Regions from separate parts of the Mus musculus genome. Here regions 2 and 3 are each linked to region 1. A link is a contact called in public Hi-C and HiChIP or PLAC-seq data. All regions are on one chromosome and are shown on one strand. The core of a region is the stretch at or near the end of the contact, and the rest is flanking DNA. Distances in the headings are between cores, read along the strand shown.

The links. A called contact is a pair of places that touch in the nucleus more often than the background predicts. HiChIP or PLAC-seq counts read pairs in DNA pulled down with a chosen protein or histone mark.
Region 2: an H3K4me3 HiChIP or PLAC-seq map of stem cell-derived neural progenitor cells shows a contact between it and region 1, with 21 read pairs. The contact joins the enhancer-like site here to the promoter of Nadk2 in region 1. A contact is called at or near these places in 6 of 39 promoter capture datasets (the 3T3-L1 cell line, 3T3-L1-derived adipocytes, embryonic stem cells and 2 more), 1 of 15 datasets of contacts at CTCF or cohesin (the NIH/3T3 cell line), 4 of 115 datasets of contacts at active chromatin or transcription factors (the NIH/3T3 cell line, astrocytes, fetal liver and 1 more) and 1 of 9 other capture datasets (adipose tissue).
Region 3: a contact with region 1 is called in a Hi-C map of the C3H10T1/2 cell line, with 5 times the contacts expected there. The contact joins the enhancer-like site here to the promoter of Nadk2 in region 1. A contact is called at or near these places in 5 of 39 promoter capture datasets (the 3T3-L1 cell line, 3T3-L1-derived adipocytes, embryonic stem cells and 1 more), 1 of 15 datasets of contacts at CTCF or cohesin (the NIH/3T3 cell line), 1 of 484 Hi-C or Micro-C datasets (the C3H10T1/2 cell line), 1 of 115 datasets of contacts at active chromatin or transcription factors (embryonic stem cells) and 1 of 9 other capture datasets (adipose tissue).

The regions. Positions count from the first base shown.
Region 1 is chr15:9,069,155-9,073,380 of GRCm38.p6, reverse strand. Nadk2 (NAD kinase 2, mitochondrial) reads right to left here and starts at 2,121. Exons shown (of 13, transcript NM_001040395.4): 1 at 1,616-2,121. The coding sequence starts at 1,879.
Region 2 is chr15:8,779,134-8,783,359 of GRCm38.p6, reverse strand. The region is part of intron 2 of Gm31340 (a long non-coding RNA gene); the gene reads right to left. Among named protein-coding and RNA genes, the nearest start is that of Gm31340, 70 kb to the right of the region's middle. Within about 2 kb of position 1,974, at least 39 of the 459 cell types and tissues checked have an H3K27ac peak or open chromatin away from gene starts, as enhancers often do. A contact at or near this core is called in astrocytes, neural stem cells and stem cell-derived neural progenitor cells, where this site is marked.
Region 3 is chr15:8,804,727-8,808,952 of GRCm38.p6, reverse strand. The region is part of intron 2 of Gm31340 (a long non-coding RNA gene); the gene reads right to left. Among named protein-coding and RNA genes, the nearest start is that of Gm31340, 96 kb to the right of the region's middle. Within about 2 kb of position 2,417, at least 53 of the 459 cell types and tissues checked have an H3K27ac peak or open chromatin away from gene starts, as enhancers often do. A contact at or near this core is called in the C3H10T1/2 cell line, where this site is marked.

The DNA.
Region 1 (4,226 bases), core at 872-3,371:
TAATCTCAATTCAAACGCCATCCCGCTTCCGGAATCCTTGAAATAATTTCAAAATGCCGGCTCCAGAACGGACCTTGGAAGCTATTTAGCCCAACCCATCAGGAACTAGGTGAAACTTTTGAAAGCTAGCATTGCAACACAAACGTTTTGTTTCACTCATGAGGGTCAGAGAAGAGAAACCCTGTCTTGAAAAACCAAAAAAAAAAAAAAAAAAAAAAAAAAAAAGCACAAAGGATATCAGTCAATCCAACCAGGGAGAGCCTTGCGTCCTGGCGTTCAATCCCACCCTCTGTGGGGTAGAGCTGAGAGTCCCGGTTCACTTCTGTTGGTTTGCTTTTTCTTGTGTGTACTATTTTAAATCCAGAGACGCTCAGATAAAATTGTGTGAGACTAAGCATACATGATATTTCACAATTTCTAAAAGGTGAACCTTGCAGAGTCGGGCATGTAACCAAAAGGACACGCCTCTTTTTCCAAAATAGAAACAAAGTACTCTCATCTAGCCCACAATCCCCCCCACTTCATTGCATTCATTTCACTCAACTACACAAACTACGCCAGCCAAACGGCTGATACTCTACTAAAGACTGCAAATGTTTTCTAGAAATACTTTCAAACACTTGGGGGAAAGAGAAAAATTTGCACTGATTTCTACCTTGTCAACTTGCCAAACAATACTGACAAGATGCAGCAGCTAGGCAAGGATTTACAATTTGTTTCCCCTGTGTCTAAAATAAAAATGTGAAGGTAAGGGCATCATTTTAGAACAGCCAGCCTACTTATTCTTGTACATAACTTAGTAATGCTTATATACAATTCAGTCTAAAGCCTTCGGGTGTCTGGAGTCAACAATTACAGGCATAACTGTGGGGGGGGGGGTTCCTAAATAAATTGCTAACAGCCCATTTCCCAAAAGTTACTGGGTAGCACAAAATCAATTTTTTTTTTCAAAAATGGGGAAGCTCGAACTCTGGGTTTAATCCTTCCCACACACACACACGCATGGCATACCTGGCAACGCTATTAGTAAATACACCAAACACGGTGTATGGCGGAGGCCCTGTTACTTCAGGGTTCATGCCTTCTCCCCATTAGCCGGCATACTTGTTCCTTTTCTGACCTTCCAACACAAAAACCCATCTCGGGTCAGCTTTCCTGCCTCGCTGTCCCAGGTGCTTGCTTTTCAAGCAGTAAGAGACCCTGAAGGGACAGGCGACCACAATCCAGCAGGGCTTTCCCTGGCCAGGCCTCTGTCCCCAGGCGAGAAGGGGGTGTGACCGCGGCACTTCGGCCCTCTCTCCGCCACCAGTGGCTGTGCTGGAGAATTTCCTTTCTCCCGGTGGTCTGGGGAGAGGTCCCCAGGACAAACAGGGCGAACAACCCTCATCTTCTCAGCGATGGGAGTCCGTGCTACCGAGGCGGGGGCGAGGACACACGTGGCTTCCCAAGTCCCGGTCCCAGGAGCCCCCTCTAAGGCAGGCTCAGGGCGCCCCAGTCCCATGCCCGAGGGGCCCCACAGGCAATCGGAGGAAGGTTGTCGGGCTTTGGGGGTGTCCTGTGGCCCGTCGCCCCCCACCCCCACCCCGAGTACCGGCCGTCCCCCGCCAGGACCCACCAGCTGCTTCAGGTCCTCCTCCGAGAGCTCCGCGTAGCGGTACCGCTGCTGCTCGAACTCGTAGCGGGTGGTTTTCGCCACCACCACCACCCGCGAGGGGCGGAAGCCGCCGTCGGCGGGGCTACCACCGCCCGCCAGCTCGCGCGGCTGCCCGTGCCCCAAGTGCCGCCGGCCGTCCGCGCCCGAGCCCGAACCCCGCAGAGCCGCGCGGCCACCCGCCACGCGCCGGCAGCTGCCCAGCAGGAAGCCCCGGTAGCAAGTCATGATCCGCGGGGCCGCGGGTGCAGGCTCGCGCTCCCTGCCGCCAGCACCGCGCCGGCCGCGCACAGGTTAAGTGCGGGGACGTGCGTGGAACGCGCCGGGGGGGGGGGGGACGTGCCCAGACGCACGCGAGGGCGGAGAGGCCCCGGGAGGCCCCGGGAGGCGGGGATCCGGGCTGGCCCCCGGGCAGTGGGTTTTATTTGTTTGTTTATCCGTTTTCTTGGGCGCCTGCGCAGTGGCCTCTCGGCCCGGCCCCACCTCCCTCTTCACCCTTTCAGGGAGGCCGCTCTAAGCCCGCCCCCGGGCCAGATCTGTCAGCTAATCAGAGGTCGGGAAGGTTTGGGAGCCCGAGGGGCTGCGGGGATTGGCTGGGGCTGGGAAAGGGACGAAATTCTATTTGGCTTTCGAGCTGCCCGAAGAAATCCAGTTGGAACTGGTCTGGGCGGCGTTGGGGGTGCAGGCGGAGTTTTGAGCGCCTGGCGGGAAAGCAAGTTTCTTGCGCATCTTCCTCTAGTTGCTTTCATTTTTGCTTGCTTTCTGGGTAGTTGGTCATGCTCGTCTAGGGTAAATTTTAACCAGTGTCTGCTGGATGGCTGATGTGGCCGTCGCTGGAGTAAGAGCTGGGGGCGGTGACCTCGCTCCAAACGGCTTCGTTTTGCAGGGCCTGATGGCAAATAAAGATGCCGAGCCCTTTATTAGAGAGGAATTAGAGCTAACCGAGAAGGATCACAGAGCATTAGCCCGAGCTCCGGTGACCACCAAAAGACCACCAGCCTAGAGAGGCAGTGCTGTCAGGGAGAAAGGAGGAGGATAATGAGGGAAGGAGTCTTGTCTAGTCCTGTGTGTCTGTCTAGACCGCGAGATAAGGTTGGAAAGCTGTGTAGGACCAGACTGAAGGGTTAAAAATGTTTTGCACTTTATCCTGTAGGCAAGCTCAGAGCAGTGTTTGATGATTATTGATCTGACTTTGGAATGTTGGGTAGGTAGTCCTTGAAGCTAGAGCAAGGGAAGTTACTGAGTCTGTGGGAACAGTTACACAACCATAGAGATGTAGGCTGATTAAGAATAAAAGGGAAAGCTACAATGAAGGGAAAGTCATAAGACAGGGTAGGTGGCCACTGCCCTGAGGTCCTTGCTGTGGCGTCCTTTCCTTTGCGATCCTGGCACTCCCAGTAAGTGGCCTCTGGATTCCGGGCATGCTATTTCATGTTTGTGACACTCAGATGCCTCTGTGATATCGAACCTGTTTTCTCTTTCACGTCACAGAAAACTACACTTTTGACTCCCACTTCTAGCTGGAAACATCTCAATGGGATATCCTAGTCAAATCTTATTTTGGATCCTTTCTTCTGCCTCTTCCAAAACATTGCTTCATTACACCATCCTCTCGGATGTGTCTTGAATTCTCTCAGGAAAACCCCTGCTGGGTTTTCCACTTCAGTCCTTAAGATTCCCATGTCTAGGACATTTAAAACTTTAAAGATTGAAAGAGCCTTCTACACCCCAGTTGTTTACCTGTTCCCTAACTCCCACTTACTGATATATTCAGCGGTTCTCAACCTCTGGGTCATATATCCGATGTATGTATATCCGATATGTTCATTATGTTTCATCACAGTAGCAAACTTACAATTCTTTTTTTTTTTTTTTTTTTTGGTATCATAACCAATTTCTCACTATTCTTTTTTTTTTAACTTAGGAGTAAGTTTTTTTTGTTGTTTTGTTTTTATTTTTTATTGGCTATTTTCTTCATTTACATTTCAAATGCTATCCCAAAAGTCCCCCTATACCCTCCTCCCTCCCCCTGCCCTGATCCCCTACCCACCCATTCCCACTTCTTGGCGCTGGCTTTCCCCTGTACTGGGGCATATAAAGTTTGCTAGACCGAGGGTGCTCTCTTCCTAATGATGGCCAAGTAACTATGGTTGGGGGTCACCACAACATGAGGAACTGTATTAAAGGGTTGCAGCGTTAAGAAGGTGGAGAACCACTGATACAGGTTCAGGACAGAATAATCGGTTCATTCTTGCAGCCAACCTTTTTTGGGGGTGGGAAACAGGGCAGGCTGGGGGCGGTCAGTTGAGGGAACTGCCAAGGGTTTCATCTCCTTCCTGTGCTTACTTAGCCACTATTTGCAAAGTTACCAAATGAGCAGGTGGCTGTTCAGAAGAGCCCATTTAACTCTTAAACCACTGGGGTTTGTGAAGCGCAGAAGTGCCTCCATTCTTTCTGTTGCTGCATGCCAGCAGTCCCTAATGGCATTCCTTCTTCCTTTCAGTCCCCCTCTTTCTAGACCCTTCTCTTGGATGTAGCTCCTGCCCTTGTCTCCTCTAGCCTTCTCCCTGGTCAT
Region 2 (4,226 bases), core at 725-3,224, 290 kb after region 1:
GGGATCTGACATCATCACTAGGTAGAAAGGATCCAGACTGGATTGGTTCAGAGCACACACAGCCTGTCTCCTCCAGCATCAGTTGCTTACTCACAGATGGAAACAAACACCCACACCTTTAGGGTCTCAGAGGGGGAAGTGAGCCATTTTTCTTCTGACATGCATCAGTAGCTACTTCTGTCAGAAAGTGGAAAGTTCTCAAGTCAGTGACTTCAACTCCCATCTTAAGAAACTGGAGAAAGAAAGAAAGAAAGAAAGAAAGAAAGAAAGAAAGAAAGAAAGAAAGAAAGAAAGAGAGGAAGAGAGGAAGAGAGGAAGAGAGGAAGAGAGGAAGAGAGGAAGAGAGGAAGAGAGGAAGAGAGGGAGGGAGGGAGGGAGGGAGGGAGGGAGGGAGGGAGGGAAGGAGGAAGGGAGGGAGGGAAGGAGGAGGGAGGGAGGGAGGGAAGGAGGAGGGAGGGAGGGAGGGAGGGAGGGAGGGAGGGAGGGAGGGAGGGAGGGAGGGAGGGAGGGAGGGAGGGAGGGAGAGAAACCAAAGAAAATAGTAAATATCCACACAAAGGTCAATTAACAGAAAAACAGAAGGGAAAAATGTGTGAAGGCAAGAGCTTTTGGGCTTGAAAAAGTCAGTAATACTGACGGCCCTCTTTATTCAGGAAAACTGGAGATGTAATGGAGAAGACTGAGATCACTATTATAGGAACATAAAGACATCTGCATCTCCAGATCTCCAGATAGTAAAACAATAGTAAGGGTGTGCTATGTGCAACGCTACAGCAATGATTTCAGCGGCTTCAACTAAGCGGGCCACTTTTTTGAAAGCAAGAAACCCATAAAGCTCATTGGAAGAGACCAGAGCAGAGAAAGAGTATGTACTATAAGAGTCTACTTAGATAAGCCTCTAGAAAATGAAGACTAACATGAAGAGAAGCTGATATACATTGCCTGGAGATTTTGGGGGCGCATAGGCTGGGTCAGGAAAGGGGGACAGGGTTGACTGCAAAGGAGCCCGAGAGAAATTCGTGGAGGAAGTGATGAATGCGTTCATTAGGCCGTGATGATGTCACCACAATCAAGTAGTGAATACAGACGTCAAAGCACATTAAACCGCAGGCTTTCAAAACGTGCAGTTTATTTTGAATGTCAATTAGGCCTCAACCAGAACGTGAGGTTTCCTTTCTAATTCGGAGGGTTTTTCTGTAAACTGTGACTCTGTGTTTAAAGTTTGAAGCTGAAGAACGATCCAGCTTGGTTAGAAAAAAAAAAAAAAAAAAAGCCCTCACCCCAAACAATGCGTACCCTGTCATATGCATCTAGGAGGCCTTTCTTTTCCAAGAGAAAATGTGGGGTTTGGACAAAGACGGAGCACTGAGTTAGGGAGCAAAGCATGGCTGGAACTTAGCCGGAGCCACCAAAAGTGCCAACCTCACGGAGCAACAGCTCCTTTGCCCACTGTCTCCCCGAGCAATACACAGGCCAAAGAGCTGGGAGTCCATTTTCTTTGCTTCTGGTCTGAGGCATGAGGACTGACTCCGTCCAACTTGCCAGCTACCCTGCCTTCAGGCCACACGCTCAGCAAGTTGTAGTCCAAGTTACTGTATGCTGAGCCTTTAAGAGCATTGTTCGGGCCCTTACTACGGGCAAGTCAAAGACCTGGGTTTCTCGGCCGTGGACTCAATGACGAATCCATTTGGGTGTCTGAAGCTGGCAGTGTTTGGTCCGTGAAGGCAATTGAGATGTTCTAACTCTCTTGCGACCCAGCGATTTTTACTCCCCACGAATTTCCCTCCAACCGAAACTTGGCTCCAGTGTCCTGCAAACCAGACCCCGGGGTGGTTACAAAACAAGAACCAAAGGTCTGGTAGTGTAAGAGCGTTATAGTTCCTCTGGGAGTCCTGCCTCCTGCCTCCACCACCCTCCATCCGCCAGTGAACAGTCGGCCTTTCCTCTCACTGTGGGGAATGCCACCGCTCTCTCAGAAATGCCACCACGGTTGCCCTTGGCAATCCTTTCTTGTGCAATGTCCTTTCTCAGGAAGATGAATACAAGCTGTGCAGAACTGAATGTCGATCCCACCCTCGGCAACCAGCAGTCTCATTAAGCAAAGACTAAAGGACCCCGGGGAGAAATACATTTGACTGACTCTGGAGTTCAGGGAAGAACCATGAAAGGGGGAGAGATTTCTTCACAAGTGGGGGCGACTTTCAGGCAATCCTCCTTACCCCAAAGCCCAATGTGCTCACTTCCTGGTAGGAAGGCCATTTTAAATTCTGTCTCTGTGTTGATTTCATCAACGGGACCCAGGAGTAGAAAGAAAAAGGTAGAGGTCTTTGTGTCTCTCTTTAAACATGAGTCTGCCAAGGGCGTCCTGGGTTTTTCTTGACCAGGGCTTTTGCTTGCCTTGACCTTGCCTCTGATTCATAGTGGACCCTCACGTAAGTCGGTGTCTCCCACAGACTCATTTTCTCCATGTGCTGAGGGAATCTAGACTCTGGGTTTTAATCCTGCAGTTTCTATACTGACAGGTTTAGTTAAGGCTATCTTCTGAAGGATGCCTGGAATTCTGGGCTCTCAATAAATCAGTCAGAATCCGGCAGAAATAATGGTTGTCCACAAAGGACAGCCACCCCATTTCAATTTATGTTTACGTGACCTCCTGTAGCACGCTTTGGACAGTCTGGTCAAAGAAGCACTTCGTGCTACAGGGAGGCCCAAGTGCAAAGGCATCAGAGATGATTAAGTAAGGTTAATTCAGAAACAATTGAATAAGGCAAAGTCTTGTTGGCCACGCTCCAAGAAAACTCTTTTCCCTGTACAATGATCAGGCTGCCTTTGAAGTTTCAGAGTCTTAGCAGAAAAAAAAAATGCAATTTTTAATGTTTCACACAGCATTCAGTATTTTGCCCTGAATAGATTATTGTAGCATTTATCATGGCCCAAATTTATCTGGTATTAATTATTTGTAATAACAGAAGCCAAATAGCATAAAGCAAGACATCACTTATCCAGTGTCAAGGAGAGGAAGTCGATCAGTCAGCATTCCTAGCTGCACTGGTAGGACCAACTCTAGCTTGATTGGAATTGAGAGAGAATGACTTTCTTCCGTGTGCATTAGGTGTGGCTGTGCTCACCCAGGCATGCATGTGTGGAGGTCAGAGGTCAACGTCAGATGTCTTCTTCACTACCCTCCATCTTGGTTTGTTTGTTTGTTTGTTTGTTTGTTTGTTTTTTGACATAGAGTACCCATTGAACCTAGAGCTGTCTGTTGAGACTAAACTGGCTGGCCAGTGAACCCGCAGAATCCTATTCTGCCAGAATTGGGGTTGCAGATATAGCTACAGCCGGCTTTCGAGTTGTGGAAGTCAGAATGCAGCTTGCCTTAATTGCAAAACAAAACCTTTTATCCACAGAGTCACCCTCCAGACCCATGTAGTGCCCTTCATTAAGGATACCACTCTGGACCAGGGAATTTTGTTCCCCTTTAACCTCATGACCTCAGACATCATCCAAGGTATACCACCAGATATGTCTCCTGTTAACTAAGTCCTATCTCCTTGGACACTATTTAGTGAGATGAAGGATGGAGAAAGACTACAACTTGGAATCTGCAGGGGAGACAGGAAGCTTCTGTAGGAGATGAATGATTGCATCTTGCCCTGGTAGCCCACCTCGATCTCACCTTCTGTTTGCCCATGGCTTTCTCCAAGTTCATGTCTCAAAGGGCATCATTCCACCTTTTTGGAAGTCTTCTTGGCACTGTTTTTCTTCTCTATAGCTAATCTCCCACACAGACAATTCATCTTAAATAATCACATACTTAAAATTCTTCAGAATATTCCAAGCATGTTTAAAATAAGACCCAAGTTCATTATCATAGACAACAAGACTTTATGTCATAGGACAGTGATTCTCAACCTCCCTAAGGCCCTGATCCTTTAATTCAGTTCCTCATGCTGTGGTGACCCTAACTATAAAATTATTTTGTTGCTACTTCGTAACTATAATTTTGCTACTGTTGTTAATTGTAGCATAAATATCTGATATCAAATGAAGGGTCATTTGATACCCAAAGGGGTCATGACCCACAGGTTGAGAACTGCTGTCATAGACCTTTGCTTACTCTCCAGATTCAGTCTGTATCACTCCCTCTCCTTCCTCCCTTCCTTCCTTCCTTCCTCCCTCCCTCCCTCCCTCCCTCCCTCCCTCCCTTCCTCCCTCCCTCCCTCCCT
Region 3 (4,226 bases), core at 1,168-3,667, 260 kb after region 1:
AGATTCAATGCAATCCCCATCAAAATTCCAACTCAATTCTTCAACGAATTAGAAAGGGCAATCTGCAAATTCATCTGGAATAACAAAAAGCATAGGATAGCAAAAACTCTCCTCAAGGATAAAAGAACCTCTGGTGGAATCACCATGCCTGACCTAAAGCTGTACTATAGAACAATTGTGATTAAAAAAAAAATGCACGGTACTGGTAGACAGACAAGTAGACCAATGGAATAGAATTGAAGAAATGAACCCACACACCTATGGTCACTTGATCTTTGACAAGGGAGCTAAAACCATCCAGTGGAAAAAAGACAGCATTTTCAACAAATGGTGCTGGCACAACTGGTGGTTATCATGTAGAAGAATACGAATTGATCCATTCCTTTCTCCTTGTACTAAGGTCAAATCTAAGTGGATCAAGGAACTCCACATAAAACCAGAGACACTGGAACTTATTGAGGAGAAAGTGGGGAAAAGCCTCTAAGATATGGGCACGGGGGGGAAATTTCTGAATAGAACAGCAATGGCTTATGCTGCAAGATCGTGAATTGACAAATGGGACCTCATAAAACTGCAAAGCTTCTGTGAGGCAAAAGACACCGTCAATAAGACAAAAAGGCCACCAACAGATTGGGAAAGGATCTTTACCTATCCTAAATCAGATAGGGGACTAATATCCAATATATATAAAGAACTCAAGAAGGTAGACTCCAGAAAATCAAATAACCCCATTAAAAAATGGGACTCAGAGCTGAACAAAGAATTCTCACCTGAGGAATACCGAATAGCAGAGAAGCACCTGAAAAAATGTTCAACATCCTTAATCATCAGGGAAATGCAAATCAAAATAACCCTGAGATTCCATCTCACACCAGTCAGAATGGCTAAGATCAAAAATTCAGGTGACAGCAGATGCTGGCGAGGATGTGGAGAAAGAGGAACACTCCTCCATTGTTGGTGGGACTGCAAGTTGTACAACCAATCTGGAAATCAGTCTGGTGATTCCTCAGAAAATTGGACATTGTACTACTGGAGGATCCCACAATACCTCTCCTGGGCATATATCCAGAAGATGTTCTAACCGGTAAGAAGGACACATGCTCCACTATGTTCATAGCAGCCTTATTTGTAATAGCCAGAAGCTGAAAAGAACCCAGATGCCCCTCAACAGAGGAATGGATACAGAAAATGTGGTACATTTACACAATGGAGTACTACTCAGCTATTAAAAAGAATGAATTTATGAAATTCCTAGCCAAATGGATGGACCTGGAGGGCATCATCCTGAGTGAGGTAACCCAATCACAAAGGAACTCACACAATATGTACTCACTGATAAGTGGATATTAGCCCAGAAACCTAGGATACCCAAGATATAAGATACAATTTGCCAAACGCATGAAACTCAAGAAGAACGAAGACCAAAGTATGGACACTTTGCCCCTTCTTAGAATTGGGAACAAAACACCCATGGAAGGAGTTACAGAGACAAAGTTTGGAGCTGTGACAAAAGGATGGACCATCTAGAGACTGCCATATCTGGGAATCCATCCCATAATCAGCCTCCAAACGATGACACCATTGCATACACTAGCAAGATTTTGCTGAAAGGACCCTGATTTATGTCTCTTGTGAGGCTATGCCGGGGCCTAGCAAACACAGAAGTGGATGCTCACAGTCAGCTATTGGATGGATCACAGGGCCCCCAATGGAGGAGCTAGAGAAAGTACCCAAGGAGCTAAAGGGATCTGCAACCCTATAGGTGGAACAACAATATGAACTAACCAGTACCCCCGGAGCGTGTGACTCTAGCTGCATATGTATCAGATGGCCTAGTCACCCATCAGTGGAAAGAGGGGCCCATTGGTCATGCAAACGTTATATGCCTCAGTACAGGGGAATGCCAGGGCCATAGGGAAGTGCGAGTGGGAGGGTAGGGGAGTGTGGGGTGTATGGGGGACTTTTGGGATAGCACTGGAAATGTAAATGAAGAAAATACCTAAAAAAAAAAAAAAAAGAATTAAAGTTTCAATGTACGTAAACTTTGAACTAATGGTTATGAATTCTTTAGGTCTTAGGTGAAGGTCTTAGGTTTGGGTCTTTAATTTTAAGATCGTAGGTGAAAAAAACGATGTCTTTTAATTCTCCTTCACTCCCATAAAATACTAGGCATGTACTGATTATAAATCTAAACTGTACTTTGAGCACATTGCAAGCCAGCCATTGTATAACCACACAGTGGTTTAATGTGATTAAAGCCACAATGGTTTGCAGAACGCTCTTCGTTGAGGCCAAGAGAGCTGACCCATGTCACCTTGCCAAAACGTAATTTTCATGATTGCTTTCAGCCTGCCCAGGATTCTTGTGGTTCCCACTGGTAAATTGATCCTGTACTTCCTGACTTTCGCTGCTGTCTGACTGCAGCTCCCTGCATTGCATCACAGGACTCTTGGAAGGGCTGGCAGCCTCGGGATGCTTGCTGTGGACCCAGCCAAGTGTTGATTACTCACAGGGGGAATCAAGAGCAGATCTTTCAGCAGGCTGTGGTTATCAATGACGTTGATTGCTGCCACGAAGGACGTTCAGCTCAGTCCAGTGTTTATGTCAAGTATGTGTTCAGCTGATACCAACCATATATATGCTAGACTGGAATATCATACCATATGGTAGACTGGGGCATGCAAGTTTATCTAAGTTGTTCTCTAGAAAGTTGAGAGACATTGGCCTGAAACAAAAATACAGTCCTATCCATCACAGCCTCCTCTGCGCGCTGATAGCAGGCACTCTTTGGAATAGAGTGTTTGAACTACAGAAACAACTTCACAAAATATTGCAAGTTCAGCCAGCAGGGTGCTCATGTCTACAATTCCAGCACTCAAGAGACTAAGGTAAGATTTCTGCAAGTCTGAGGTCTTTATAGCATACTTAGTGAGTTCCAAGCCAGCTTTGTCTACTTAGTGAGTTGCAGGCCAATATGAGCTACAGCTAGAGACACTGTCTCAAAACCAAACAAAAACATGGACTACATTTTTTTTTTTAAGTCTTGAAATAAATATTGGAGAAGAAAATCTTTATAACAAAAAATCCAGGGCTGGAGAGATGGCTCAGTGGTTAAAAGCACTGATGGCTCTTCCAAAGGACTTGAGTTCAATTCCCAGCAACCACATGGTAGCTCACAACCGTCTCGTCTGTAAAGGGATCTGGTGCCCTCTCCTGGTGTGTCTGGAAACACTACAGTGTATTCATATACATAAAATAAATCTTTAAAAAGATCCATCTGGGGCTGGCGAGATGGCTCAGTGGGTAAGAGCACCCGACTGCTCTTCCAAAGGTCCAGAGTTCAAATCCCAGTAACCACATGGTGGCTCACAACCATCCGTAACAAGAACTGACTCCCTCTTCTGGTGTGTCTGAAGACAGCTACAGTGTACTTAATATAATAATAAATAAATCTTTAAAAAAAAAAAAGAAAACCTTTTTTTTTTTTTTTTTTAAAGATTTATTTATTTTTTTATTATATGTAAGTACACTGTAGCTGCCTTCAAACACTCCAGAAGTCAGATCTCATTACGGATGGTTGTGAGCCACCATGTGGTTGCTGGGATTTGAACTTCGGACCTTTGGAAGAGCAGTCGGGTGCTCTTACCAACTGAGCCATCTCACCAGCCCCAAGAAAACCTTTTTAAAAAAAAAAAAAAAATCCATCTGAAGGTATTCAGTCTTGGAGGAGGGAGATATGCTTCAAAAAGAAAATTGATTTAGTAGTTAGCAAAAAGGCTCAGTGGTTAAAGACACTTGCTACCAAGCCTGGAGCCTTGAGTTTGATTCCTGAGGGGAGACCATATAATACAAGGAGAGAAACCACTCCCATGAGTTCTGATTTCTACGCATGCACTATGGAATGCAGACATAAGCTCACATATGCATAGAAGAAATAATAAGTACGATAAGATGTTTTATAAAGGAAACTGGTTCAATACAGAAGAACTATTGATTCAAAAGAAAAAAGAATGGTCTTTGATCTCTAATGGATTAATTAGCAAAGGCTTCTTTTGGAAGCATGCACAAATACTACACACACACATTATATATTACATGTAATGCTTGTAAACTGGAATTATAAAATATGTACAGATGAGACAATCAAAACAGAAGCAGTTAAAAATCTTGCCCATGATCATATCATTAGTATTAATCAAAGAAGGTTTTTGCAGGCATCTTGCTAA